2 separate regions of the Muntiacus reevesi genome follow, and region 1 is linked to region 2. A link is a contact called in public Hi-C data. All regions are on one chromosome and are shown on one strand. Each heading gives the region's core, a stretch centred on a gene start, on an enhancer-like site or on the middle of the called end of the contact. The rest is flanking DNA. Distances are from core to core; before and after follow the strand shown. Region 1 holds the start of PIK3CA (phosphatidylinositol-4,5-bisphosphate 3-kinase catalytic subunit alpha). Region 2 holds the start of MFN1 (mitofusin 1).

The links. Hi-C and Micro-C count contacts between places; a contact is called where the count stands out from the background.
Region 1: a Hi-C map of muscle shows a contact between it and region 2, with 5 times the contacts expected there. The contact joins the promoter of PIK3CA here to the promoter of MFN1 in region 2. A contact is called at or near these places in 2 of 3 Hi-C or Micro-C datasets (blood and muscle).

The regions. Positions count from the first base shown.
Region 1 is chr8:65,571,951-65,578,277 of mMunRee1.1, forward strand. It overlaps PIK3CA (phosphatidylinositol-4,5-bisphosphate 3-kinase catalytic subunit alpha), which reads right to left and starts at 3,414. Exons shown (of 21, transcript XM_065943668.1): 1 at 3,265-3,414.
Region 2 is chr8:65,393,849-65,400,669 of mMunRee1.1, forward strand. MFN1 (mitofusin 1) reads right to left here and starts at 3,146. Exons shown (of 18, transcript XM_065942777.1): 1 at 3,019-3,146; 2 at 117-232. The coding sequence starts at 228.

The DNA.
Region 1 (6,327 bases), core at 2,164-4,663, 180 kb after region 2:
AATCGCCAGTGCACCGAGTCAATGCTCCGACAGCAGGGGCACAAGATGTTACGGGAACAGGAAGCAAGGGCACCTGACCCAGACTAGACTTTTCAAAGGAATGATATGAAAAATGAGTAGGAGTCAGCCAGCTAAACAAGGGGTATAGAGTGTGCAAATGTCTCATGAAGGGCAAACAGCACTGGCACATGAAGCAGGAAAAGGCCAAGGGAGCTGTAGGAAGAAAGAGGAGAGATGAACTTAGAAGAAAAGAGACAAATCATACAGGTCTTAGAAAGCAAGGGCTTTACAATCGTGTCTATTAGAATTACCTGGGGAACTTAAACAGCTGTCTGGGCTCCATCTCAGACCAATTAAACCAGAATCTCCAGGAATGAGACTCTGGCACTGATATTTTTAAAAAGCTAACTAGATGATTCTAGTATGTGGCCAGGATCAAAAACCACTGTTTAAGTTATAGGGGAATTAAACACATCCATTTATTACTACAAATAAGGGAAAAAGGTCATCTATGGGCTCTAGTTTCTTTATCCATTAAAAAGCAGGCTGGAAAAAAAAAAAAGCAGGCTGGAGCAAGTTAGAGGTAGCATAATAAAACGAAAGGAGTCACAAAGCATTCATTTTGTCAATGAGTCTGTCACCTGATACTTGCCTGACCTTAAATTAAAATGTCATTTCTCAGAGACAGTAATACTGCCTTCTCTACAGGATTGTTTTGTAGCTCAAGACAAACATACTTAAAAAAAACAGCTCAATAACTATACTAATATAAACCTTGATTTCCCAAGATTTATGCTTCTAAACTTGCACAAATTTAAAGACCATAAATATTTTCAGAGATAAAATCTTTTATGATGCTTAAGAAACACATTTCATTCACAGAATCACCCCTCCCTTGAAATTCAAGATATTTAAATAATAAAATAGAGAAGTGATCCTTTTAATGCTATTTTTGTTGCTAAAGAGATCAAACGGGATTAAGTTAGCCCTTTTCAAATAAACAGATCAACAGAGCAAATGCCTTTTAAATGGTAATAGTAAATGTTAAAAATTCTTAATTCAATAAAGGAAATAAGCGAGCTCTTTTAGGAAAGAGTATGACCTATCTTATCATTTAAGTATTTTACTTGTAAATTTACTTTTTTTTTAAGGCAATACTTATTTGGGATGGAGAGGCTCTTATCCTGACAGGAAGGAAGCTCTGCTTTAAGAAGGTTTGTTCCATCCAAAACCAGGCAAAGCTATTGCTCTTTTACAGTCCTCCTTTCACATATATCTAGCCCATGAGAAGATACACTTTCACGCAGTAATTTTTGGGTTTACAGCATTTGTATTTAGTGACATCTCCTTAATGCCATATCTAATTTACTTAAAATTGAAGGGAAAAAAATTTAGACATATAAAAACACTGTTCTGCATTTATATGTGGTTCATTTTTAATTCCTGAACTAAAACTGATAGGAATGTCTTTCAAACTTTATATTCATAAAGTCAATGATAAAATATTAAGTTAATATTCATTCATTTTCTTTTTATTTCCCCCATGATGCTATGACTGTTACCATGTGCTATCACTTCTTTCAATCATCTATTTCGTGATTTTAATAGGAAAGCACTCTATTTTACAATGATGGAAAAACCTGTAAGAAACTTTTGAAAAAAGTTACGGATGAAATTTAATTTTATCCAAAAAGGTGAGATGAGAAAACTCAGAAAGCCAAACAAAATACCCCTCCTCCCCCCCACACACCCCCACTGGGCCCTCTTCAGATAATTTTGGCTGATGACACTGCAGAACAGTTAATCTGATAATTAAAATTTTCCAGAACATGTGATGTTTAGATAGAGATCTATGCTGTCAACCAGAATTCAATGATTCAGTCTTAAAAAATGTTAAAACTTAAATACAGACATATTAACAAATTCTTACACTACAGTTGCTTCTAGGATCCATTAATAAGGACGTGCTGTGATTTACACAAATTAAATTAGTAACGTGGTATCTTAAGCATTTTGTAGGTATTTCCTTAACAACACGCAATCCAGTACATAAACAAATTTTGTACAGTGCAATGTAAGCAAATACCCAGAGAACCCAGCTTCTGAGCAGGAAAACATGCGACCGGTATTGCCCACAGTGGTTCAAATGCGGCCATAGTAATTACCCGATGACTTGAGTTAACAGAAGTTTACCTACCCAAGTTTTCCAAGTGGTTCTCCCAGGCCTCACAAACTACGATCAAAACATCATCTCGCAAACCCATGTCCTGCATGTGCCCAAAGGCGCAGTGCTGGAATGAGGAAGCGTCACCAAACGGAATCACAACTCTACTTCATTAAAGAATATGCAGGCTCTTCTCACAGAAGCCCCTCTTATGGCGCTCCCCTTACCCTTTATGACTACGTAAACAGCTTCCCAATTACTGTCAGCCAAAACAGCTTTCGATTTCTAAGTCTGGTAACTAGCCACCATCACCACTATTCCTTTAGCATCCTAAAATAAACCCCTCAAGCCGCGATCAAAACACACTGGCTGAACGTCTGGTGTTTACACAGTCCAATTCTGGGCGCTACCCTACCTTTCCGAGCCACTTAGGAGCTATGAAGCAGGCATCACATATTAGACTTACTAAAGATACAATCGCGAGACAATGTCTCAGGTCTATGAATGAAAGATTCAATACGTTTGATTGTCTCGGTTAAAAGGAAAAAAACAACTTCGAGAGGAAGGGTGGGAGAGGAATCGCGCTAGCCTTCCAAGCCCCAGCCGGGCGATTTAAACCCAGTATGAGGCAAACCGCAGGGTGGCCGGGCTGGCGCGGTCGGAGTCCTCGGGCGTGACAGCCCCTCAGGAAGAGCTCGCGGTTTGGCACTCGCGATCGCTCACGCCGCGGTGCTCGCGGGTCGGGTGGATGTGCAAGGGCGCGGGGGACCGAGCCACCGCGGCCGGGGCGGCGGCCCTGGGCGCACTTCCTCAGTCTCTAGCCGCCCCATCCCCAAAAATGGGAGAGGAAGGAAACGAGGAGCGAGGCGGCGGCCAGAGGGAGAAAAGAGGGAGCGGCGAGCCCTCGCCTCTGCATCTGGGTGAGGCCAGCGGCAGGCGGAGAGCGGGGATCGCAGGCGAACTCTGCTGCGGGCCGAAGCTGGGAGAAACGACCGGCGGGCAGCCCCCGCCCAAGACGGCGGGCGCGCCCGAGAGTCCCCGGCACCCACCCGGCCCCATCCCGACCGCTCCCGCTCCCGGCCTGTCCGCGTTCTACTCACGCTCGGGGCTCCTCGAGGCTCCGTGGCTCTAACCGCATCGGGTCCCAGCCCCGCGGGCGGCGGCGGCGGCGGCGCCGAGGGAGAGGAGAGCGGGCGGCACAGCCCCCGCCTCCCGGCCCCTCTCCCCCGCCGCTCCGGAGCTGCCCGGCCGGGCCCGAGCCCTGCCTCGCCGGCGGCCCCAGCCCCAGCGGCCGCGGCGGCAGCAGCCCGAGACCTCAGCGGCCGCAGCGGCGGCACCGGAACTGCCGCTTTCTCCTTCTCGCTGCCTCTCCTAGCTAGCCCCCGCCACACGCCCCCGCCCCCGTCTCCTTTCTCTGTCACCCCTGTTTTTTTTTTTCTTTTGTTTCCAGAATAAACTTTATTGGTCTCTTTTTCCGCTCACATCGTGTAAACAAACAACGAACTCTTCCCCACCCCCTCGACTCCCCCCTCCTCGGGCAGAGGAGGGTAAGAGCTGAGGAGGGGCCGAGCCTACTATGCCCCGGAAGCAGAGGGACAAACGAGAGGAAGTGAAACTGCGGAGACCAGAAGGGGGAAGTGGGCAAATCGGGTGACAGTGTGCCAGTGCGCCTGCGCCTTGGTTTTGTGCCCTAAGTTTGAGTGGCTTTGTGGCTCATTTTCCTGCCGCGCTGGTATTTAACGCTGTTGTCTTTTGCAGTGGTGAGGCTGTTTTGTCATCCTGTGGCGGCATAGGTGTCGTACGAGCAGCAGGGATGCGCCTATGTGTCTCTACGAGCTGTAGGGCTGGGTTGAGGTATAGAAAGGCCTATCGGGAGCTAGCGGGTCCATTCACTTTTACGCCCATAGAGGAAATAAGATTTATTCTAGTATAGGGGCGAGGGGAGGGGATGTAGTGGCTAACCGCCTCTCTCAGTGGCTAACCAGAAATGGATATCGATACTAGAAAGAAGGCCTTTTACAAAACGTTGCTTCGCGTCCTTTTGCCAACGTAAGGTTAAGTTGTAGCCCATCCCGAAAGAGGAATGCACTGCCACAGCCCTCTGCAATACTTTGACTCACTCAGGGAGACCTTTTGCAATGTCCTTTTTTTCAGATCTGAATCAGCTTGTAGGATTCCATTCTGACTATTCAGAACACGTGCTTTTTTCGCGTAGTGCCCACGGAGACTTTAGAAAAACCATTTTGGTTCCAGAGTAGACGCAGGGTGGTGGTTTGATACTGCGTACCACAGAAGCTTCTTTTTGCTGGAGAGTAATAGGATCTGTTAGGTTTTGAGATCACTGCTAAGGGTCAGGTTTTCGGCGTGTTTCTCCCCCTAGTGGCCTTTCATTGTATTAAAAAAGACGTAGGAACAGTGATTAGCAGAAATCTGCAATACAAGTCCTCAACGTAGGGCCCTCTCTTGCATTTTAAGGAGTAGAGGACTTGAAAGTGACCCGCCCTGGAGATGTTACAGTTCAGCTTGTCATTCAGTGCTGAAAGCTGACCAATAACCAGTTTTGCTCAAACACCACACATCCTTAACCAATCCTAAAAAAGAACCATTCCTTTATGTGGTCATAGTTTCATTTGACTGTGTTTCTGTATTTCCTGTGCTTTCTCTCTTTTCTTAAGCTCTGGTTTTCATCTCATATTTCAGGGGTCTAAGTTTCTAAATATTTTTCTTGAACCAGTGTTTTTCAGCACTTTCAGAACACTCTGTTACTCAAGAGAAAGGAATTTAAACAAACAACAAAAAAAGCAATGATATTGATTTACTGGTCAAAGGAAATCTTAAGGCAGCTTTTCCCAAATTTGTGTTCCCAGGCCCAGAGTTTAGTGAGATCTTAATAGGTGGTCCTTAGTAGGGAAAAATTATGGTAAATACATGTTTTTCTAAAATTTATTTTAATAGGTGGTACATGCATTATATGATTTTTGTTATGTGATAATCTGCCTTTTGGGCTTCCCTGATACCTCAGTTGGTAAAGAATCCGCCTGCCATGCAGGAGACATTGGTTAGATTCCTTGGTCAGGAAAATCCACTTGAGAAGGGATAGGCAACCCACTCCAGTATTCTTGGGCTTCCCTGTGGCTCAACTGGTGAAGAATCTACTTGCAATGCGGGAAACCTGGGTTCGATCCCTGGGTTAGGAAGATCCCCTGGAGACCGGAAAGGCTACCCTCTCCAGTATTCTGGCCTAGAGAATTCCATGGACTGTATAGTGCATGGGGTCACAAAGAGTCTGACATGACTGAGTGACTTTCACTTTCTTCAGCTTTTCAATCTGCCTTTAAGAAATTACGTGCCACAACATGTGCCATGCTTCCCCAGGTGGCGCTAGTGGTAAAGAACCTGCCTGCCAGTGCAGGAGACTTAAGAGACTCAGGTTCCATCCCCGAGTAGGGGAGATCCCCTGGAGGAAGGCATGGCAATCCAGTCCAGTATTCTTGCCTGAAGAATCACAAGGACAGAGGAGCCTGGTGGACTGCAGTCCATGGGGTCGCAAAGAGTCAGACGCGACTAAAGCAACTTAGAACGCACACAGGTTACAACAGAAAATGTCATACCTGGTACTTGTGTGATTACTCAGTGGTACAGGATTAACATTTACTGCTGAATTCACAATTGCTGCATTTGGTTTATATGGTGACCATTGATATGTTGTCTGCTTTATCTTGCTTCTGAAGGTATCTGCACTGTTCTTCAGTGTTTATTTTAGGCCTCTATATGATGAAATGTGTTGCTTAAGGTCCTGAGACTTAAAGAAGAATGTTTTACAGGAAAAATTGAAATTGTGATACTCAGACTGTAAGACAAACAAAAAATGGAATACTTTAGAATTAAAGAGCTGTTTTCTAAAGTCAAGAGGTAGAATGTCCAAGGTGACACAGTTGTTCCATTCTAACACATTGGAGGTATTTAATAATAGTTACTTGCCTTTTGGTTTTATTTCCATTGAAAATAAAGATAACTGATACTCAAATGTGTATTGTGCACTGAAACATACTTTGTAACAAACACTGAAATTACAACTAAGCTTTGAAGTCATTTGGAAACAAGAATCAACTTGATTATGAAGCAGTATACTCTGGATTTATAAAATTGCCAAGTCAAACAAT
Region 2 (6,821 bases), core at 1,896-4,395:
TTACGGTATCTCATATAGCACAATGCTCTGTACGTGTTCAGTATCCAAGGTTGAAAGAATAAAGGATCTTTATATATTTTCAAAAGTAATTATTTTAAAAACTTAGAGATATTAACCTTCAACAAAATGTGATCCTTCAGTAACAAACTCCAGTAACTGGTCGAAGATTGCTGTAATTGTCTTCTTAGCCAGCACGAAGTGCTTCAGTGGAGAAGCAGTTTCTGCCATTATGCTGAAAATAAAATGTTAGAAAAGTACAAATTAAAGACACATGAGTTAATGACACTTTTCAGCAACACTGACTCCCCAATGAAACAAACTTCCAAAACATTTATTTGGCTCTGCTGGGTCTTAGTTATAGTTTGTGGGCTTTTCAGCTGCAGCATTCAAGCTCTTAATGGTGGCATGTGGGATCTAGTTCCCCAACCAGGGATCAAACTCAGGCCCCCTGCATTGGGAGTGTGGAGTCTTAGCCATTGTACCACCAGGGAAGTCCCCCTAAATATTTTGATGTAGCTATTTTTGGGAGAGAAGTGATCTACTCAGACAATTAAAGACTACTTTTGGGCAATATTCCACTAAAATATGTGAAGTCTATTGCCCAAAATTTGATAGCAATTTCTATTTATTTCCCTTTGCTGATGATGAAAACTAGCCAAATTCTGAGTGCATGTGACTCTATTTTCCCCCCAAACTTTAAATTTTTTATTTTGTACTGGGATATAGTCGATTAACAATGTTGTGGCAGTTTCAGGTGAACCTTGAAGGTACTCAGCCATACATAGGTGGGCTAAGTCACTTCAGTCGTGTCCGACTCTTTGCAACCCCATGATTCTTCAGGCAAGAATACTTAAGTGGATTGCCATGCCCTCCTCCAGGGGATCTTTCTGACCCAGGGATTGAAACTGTGTCTCCTGCATTGGCAAGTGGGTTCTTTACCACTAGCATCACCTAGGAAGCCATATATATACATGTATCCATTCTCCCCCAAACCCTTCTCCCATCTAGGCTAGCAAATAACATGAAGCAGAGTCCCATGTGCTATACAGTAGGTACTTATTGATTATCCATTTTATATATAGCAGTGCGTACATGCGGAGACAGCAATGGCACCCCACTCCAGTACTCTTGCCTGGAAAATCCCATGGATGGAGAAGCCTGGGCGGCTGCAGTCCATGGGGTCACTAAGAGTTGGACACGACTGAGCGACTTCACTTTCACTTTTCACTTTCATGCACTGGAGAAGGCAATGGCAACCCACTCCAGTATTCTTGCCTGGAGAATCCCAGGGACGGGAGCCTGGTGGGCTGCCATCTATGGGGTCGCACACGACCAAAGAGACTTAGCAGCAGCAGCAGCAGCAGCAGCAGTGTGTACATGACATTCTCAAAGTCCCTAACTATCCCTTCCCCTGGCAACCATGAGTTCCTTTTCTAAGTCTATGAGTCTTTTTCTGTTTTGTAAATTTATTTGTATATTTCTTTTCAGATTCCACATATAAGGGATGTCATAGGATATTTCTCCTTCTCTGACTCATTTAACTAAGTATGACACTCTCTAGGTCCATCCATGTTGCTGCAAAGGGTATTATTTCATTCTTTTTAATGGATGAGTAATATTGCATTGTAATATATGTACTGCATCTTTTTTATCCTGTCCTCTGTAGATAGACATTTAGGTTTCCTCAGTGTCTTGGCTATTGTAAACAGCGTTGCAATGAACACTGAGGTGCATGAATCCTTTTGGACGTTCTTTTGCAGATATATGCCCAGGAGTGGGATTGCTGGATCATATGGTAGCTCTATTTTTAGTTTTTTAAGGAACCTCCATACTGCTCTCCATAGTGACAATATTGATTCCCATAGTGACTATTACATTCCCATAAGCAATATAGAAGGGTTCTTTTCTCTCCACACCCTCTCCAGCATTTGTTGTTTTTGGATTTTTTGATGACAGCCATTCTAAACGCTGTGAGGTGATATCTCATTTTAGTTTTGATTTGCACTTCTCCAATAACTACTGAAGTTGAACATCTTTTCATGTGCCTATTGGTCATCTGTATGTCCTCTTTGGAGAAATGTCTATTCAGGTCTTCTGCCCATTGTTTTGAATGGGTTATTTGTTTTCATGCTAGTAAGAGTGCATGTGACTTAACTACATCAGGGAACAGGATGAGTGAGATGAAGCCAAGTTCACCAACAATAAGTTACTGTCTCTCAACCTTGACCTCTAGGTGGGTGAAGGTGGATAGGCAGAGTGAGTAAATAAAACTTCCAACATCATATTAACGTTTGATGCAATACTAACGTTTAGAAATTAGTTTTCGTCGCAACAAGTAAGGAGGCAAGCTTTAAAAAAAGCAATACAAACGTTTAGAAAGTAGTAGTTCTCATCGCAGCAAATATGGAGACAAGCCTCATAAAGAGCATCAACGTTTCCAGCCAAAGTAACAAGAACTTACTTACAGGAATTTAAGTTAAAAAAATAATTTTTGGTGGTAGCTTCTCATAAAGAGCACCCAACAAAACCGATCACACACCTGTCTAATCTCTGTGTGCGTGTGTGTAAAATGGAGCAGAGCAGCCATAAAAAAGGCTGAGACTTTCAAGGGGTCAGGAAATGACTGACCGAATGGCTGCGAGAGAAAACACGGTGAGAATAACCACCCGGTTCAGCTGGTTGTGAACGCCTTCCTTGGAGAAAGGCCTTTCCCGTCCTCCACACCAGGCGCGGGAGCCCCGCCTGCGGGGCTCGGGGCCAGACCCCACCCCCGTCCCGCGAGCCCTGGCCCGGGCCCGGCCGCCCGACTCCTTGGGCACTGACCTCGCGGGCTCCGCGGGCCCGACCCGGGCGCTGGCCCCACTCGCAACCCCTCCAGCTCGCTCCTTTGCCGCAGACCCCGCGGCGGCGCCTCTTCACAGAGCGCCCCGCGCACGACTCCCTGCCCTCTATCCCCGGCAGGACGAAGGTCACCCGAGCAAAGTGAACCGATCCGCGGCCGAGACAGCGGGCACTCACCCAGTCCGGGCTCCGACTTGTCACCCAGCAACCGCACCTCAGCCACAGCCCTCAAGCAGCCTCATTCTCCCAAAAGACGCTGGGAAATTAAGAGGGGGCGGGAGGAGAGGCGCGAGGGCGGTTACTTCCGGCCTCTTGGCCTCCCGGATTTTGTTTGGCTCCATGACCGGAAGTGCGTCTTCGCCGAAGGTCATATTTCTTAAGGGCACAGGGCAAAGAGTTTTTGTTGGCAGGGAATGCTGCTACAAGAATGTTTTTCAGTTCCCCTAGTTTCTGCTTCGCCTCCCTCTGCCTTCAAAATTTCCAAAGCTCTGCCCAGCCTCGGCGTCGCTAGCTGCCAGTGGTTGGTGTAGTGAGGAAGAGCGAAAAGGAGGACAGGTGCGGCGAGATGAGGTTGGGTTGTGGCGCAAAACAAGGAATCCTGCTTGCTCGGCCATCAGCAATAAAGAAAAACCTTTTGACTTATAGACTACCTTAGCTGTGTGTGTGTGTGTGTGTGTGTGTGTGTGTGTGTGTGTGTGTGTGTGTGTGTGTGTGTGTGTGTGTGTGTGTGTGACTACCTTAGCTGTGTGTGTGTGTGTGTGTGTGTGACTACCTTAGCTGTGTGTGTGTGTGTGTGTGTGACTACCTTAGCTGTGTGTGTGTGTGTGTGTGTGTGTGTGTGACTACCTTAGCTGTGTGTGTGTGTGTGTGTGTGTGTGTGTGTGACTACCTTAGCTGTGTGTGTGTGTGTGTGTGACTACCTTAGCTGTGTGTGTGTGTGTGTGTGTGTGTGTGTGTGACTACCTTAGCTGTGTGTGTGTGTGTGTGTGTGTGTGTGTGTGTGTGTGTGTGCGCGCGCGCGCGCGCGCGCTAACTTGTATCCAGCTCTTCGCGTGTCCAACTCTTTGCGACCCCATGGACTCTAGCGTTCCAGACTCCTCTGTGCACAAAATTTTCCAGGCAAGAATACCTGACGAGGTTGCCATTTCTTACTCCAGGGGATCTTCCAGGTTCAGGGATCCAACCTGTCTCCCGCCTTTGCAAGCGGATTATTTATCACGGAGCCAATCCTTGACTCAGTTCAGTTCAGTTCAGTCGTGGCCGACTCTTTGCGACCCCATGGACCGCAGCAGCTCAGCCTGCCTGTCCATCACCAACTCCCGAAGTTTACCCAAACTCATGTCCACTGAGTTGGTGATGCCATCCAACCATTTCACCCTCTGTCGTCCCCTTCTCCTGCCTTCAATCTTTCCCAGCATCAGGGTCTTTTCAAATGAGTCAGTTCTGTGCATCAGGTGGCCAAAGTACTGGAGTTTCAGCTTCAGCATCAGTCCTTCCAAAGAATATCAAGGACTGATTTCCTTTAGGATGGGCTAGTTGGATCTCCTTGCAGTCCAGGCACCCTCAAGAGTCTTCTACAACACCACAGTTCAAAAGCATCAATTCTTCAGCGCTCAGTTTTCTTTATCGTCCAACTCGCATCCGTACATGACTACTGGAAAAACCATAGCTTTGCCTAGATGGACCTTTGTTGGCAAAGTAATGTCTCTCCTTTTTAATGCTGTCTAGGTTGGTCATAACTTTCCTTCCAAGGATGAAGCATCTCTTAATTTCATGCCTGCAGTCACCATCTGCAGTGATTTTGGAGCCCCAAAAATAAAGTCTGTCACTGTTTCCATTGTTATCCCATCTATTTGCCATGAAGTGATGGGACCGGATGCCATGATCTTAGTTTTCGGAGTGTTGAGCTTAAAGCCAACTTTTTCACTCTCCTCTTCCACTTTCATCAAGAGGCCCTTTAGTTCTTCTTCACTTTCTGCCATAAGGGTGGTGTCATCTGCATATCTGAGGTTATTGATATTTCTCCTGGCAGTCTTGATTCCAGTTTGTGCTTCATCCAGCCCAGTGTTTCTCGTGATGTACTCTGCATATAAGTTAAATAAGCAGGGTGACAATATACAGCCTTGATGTACTCCTTTTCCTATTTGGAACCAGTCTGTTGTTCCATGTCCAGTTCTAACTGTTGCTTCCTGACCTGCATACAGATTTCTCAAGAGGCAGGTCAGGTGGTCTGGTATTCCCATCTCTTTCAGAATTTTCCACAGTTCGTTGTGACCCACACAGTCAAAGGCTTTGGCATAGTCAATAAAGCAGAAATAGATGTTTTTCTGGAACTCTCTTGCTTTTTCGATGATCCAGCGGATGTTGGCAATTTGATCTCTGGTTCCTCTGCCTTTTATAAATCCAGCTTGAACATCTGGAAGTTCATGTCACGTATCGCTGAAGCCTGGCTTGGAGAATTTTGAGCCTTACTTTACTAGCATGTGAGATGAGTGCAATTGTGCAGTGGTTTGAGCATTCTTTGGCATTGCCTTTATTTGGAATTGGTTTGAAAATTGACCTTTTCCAACCATGACTGCTGCTAAGTCACTTCAATCGTGTCCGACTCTGTGTGACCTGATAGATGTCAGCCCACCAGGCTCCCCTGTCTCTGGGATTCTCCAGTCAAGAACACTGGAGTGGGTTGCCATTTCCTTCTCCAATGAGTGAAAATGAAAAGTGAAAGTGAAGTCGCTTAGTCGTGTTCGACTCTTAGCGACCCCATGGACTCCAACCTACCAGGCTCCACCGTCCACGGGATTTTCCAGGCAAGAGTACTGGAGTGGGATGCCATTGCCTTCTCCTCCAACCATGACTAGTGCTTCTCAAATTTTGTACTCAGGAATTTTGTACTTGAGGATCTTATTAAACTGCAGATTCTGATTCACTGGGTCCAAGTGTGCATTTCTAACATCCCTTGAGTGTTGCTGCTCCTGTTCTGCACATGACTCAAAGGAAAGTCCTGGGACTTTCTCTAGTTGGCAAGAGACACAGTTTTGCAATTGACGCCCCTTTATCCTTCTGAGCCCTAGGTACTTCATCCACAAATGCAGAATACTAATACCTACTTTATGGTAGGAGCTAGTATCCAGTTATTCAACCAAACACTAACCCTAGGTATTTCTGGGAGATTATTTGTGATTAACATCTATAGTCAGTTGACTATGTAAAAGATGGAGAAGCTCTATACAGTCAGCAAAAACAAGTCTGGGAGCTGAACTGTGGCTCAGGTCATGAACTCCTCATTGCCAAATTCAGACTTAAATTGAAGAAAGTAGGGAAAACAACTAGACCATTCATAGACCATTCAGGTATGACCTAAATCAAATCCCTTAAAATTATACAGTAGAAGTGAGAAATAGATTCAAGGGATTAGATCTGATAGACAAAGTGCCTGAAGAATTATGGACAGAGATTCATGACATTGTACAAAAGGCAGTGATCAAGACCATCCCCAAGAAAAAGAAATGCAAAAAGGCAAGATGGTTGTCTGCTGAGGCCTTACAAACAGCTGTGAAATGAAGAGAAGTGAAAGGCAAAGGAGAAAAGGAAAGATATACCCATTTCAATGCAGAGTTCCAAAGAATAGCAAGGAGAGATAAGAAAGCCTTCCTCAGTGATCAATGCAAAGAAATAGTGGGAAACAATAGAATGAGAAAGACTAGAGATCTCTTAAAGAAAATTAGAGACACCAAGGGAATATTTCATGCAAAGTTGGGCACAATAAAGGACAGAAATGGTATGGACCTAACAGTAGCATAAGATATTAAGAAGAAATGGCAAGAATACACAGAAGAACTAGACAAAACAGATCTTCATGATCCAGGTAACCACAATTGTGTTATCACTCACCTAGAGCCAGACATCCTGCAATGCAAAGTCAAGTGGGCCTTAAGAAGCATCACTATGAACAAAGCTAATGGAGGTGATGGAATTCCAAT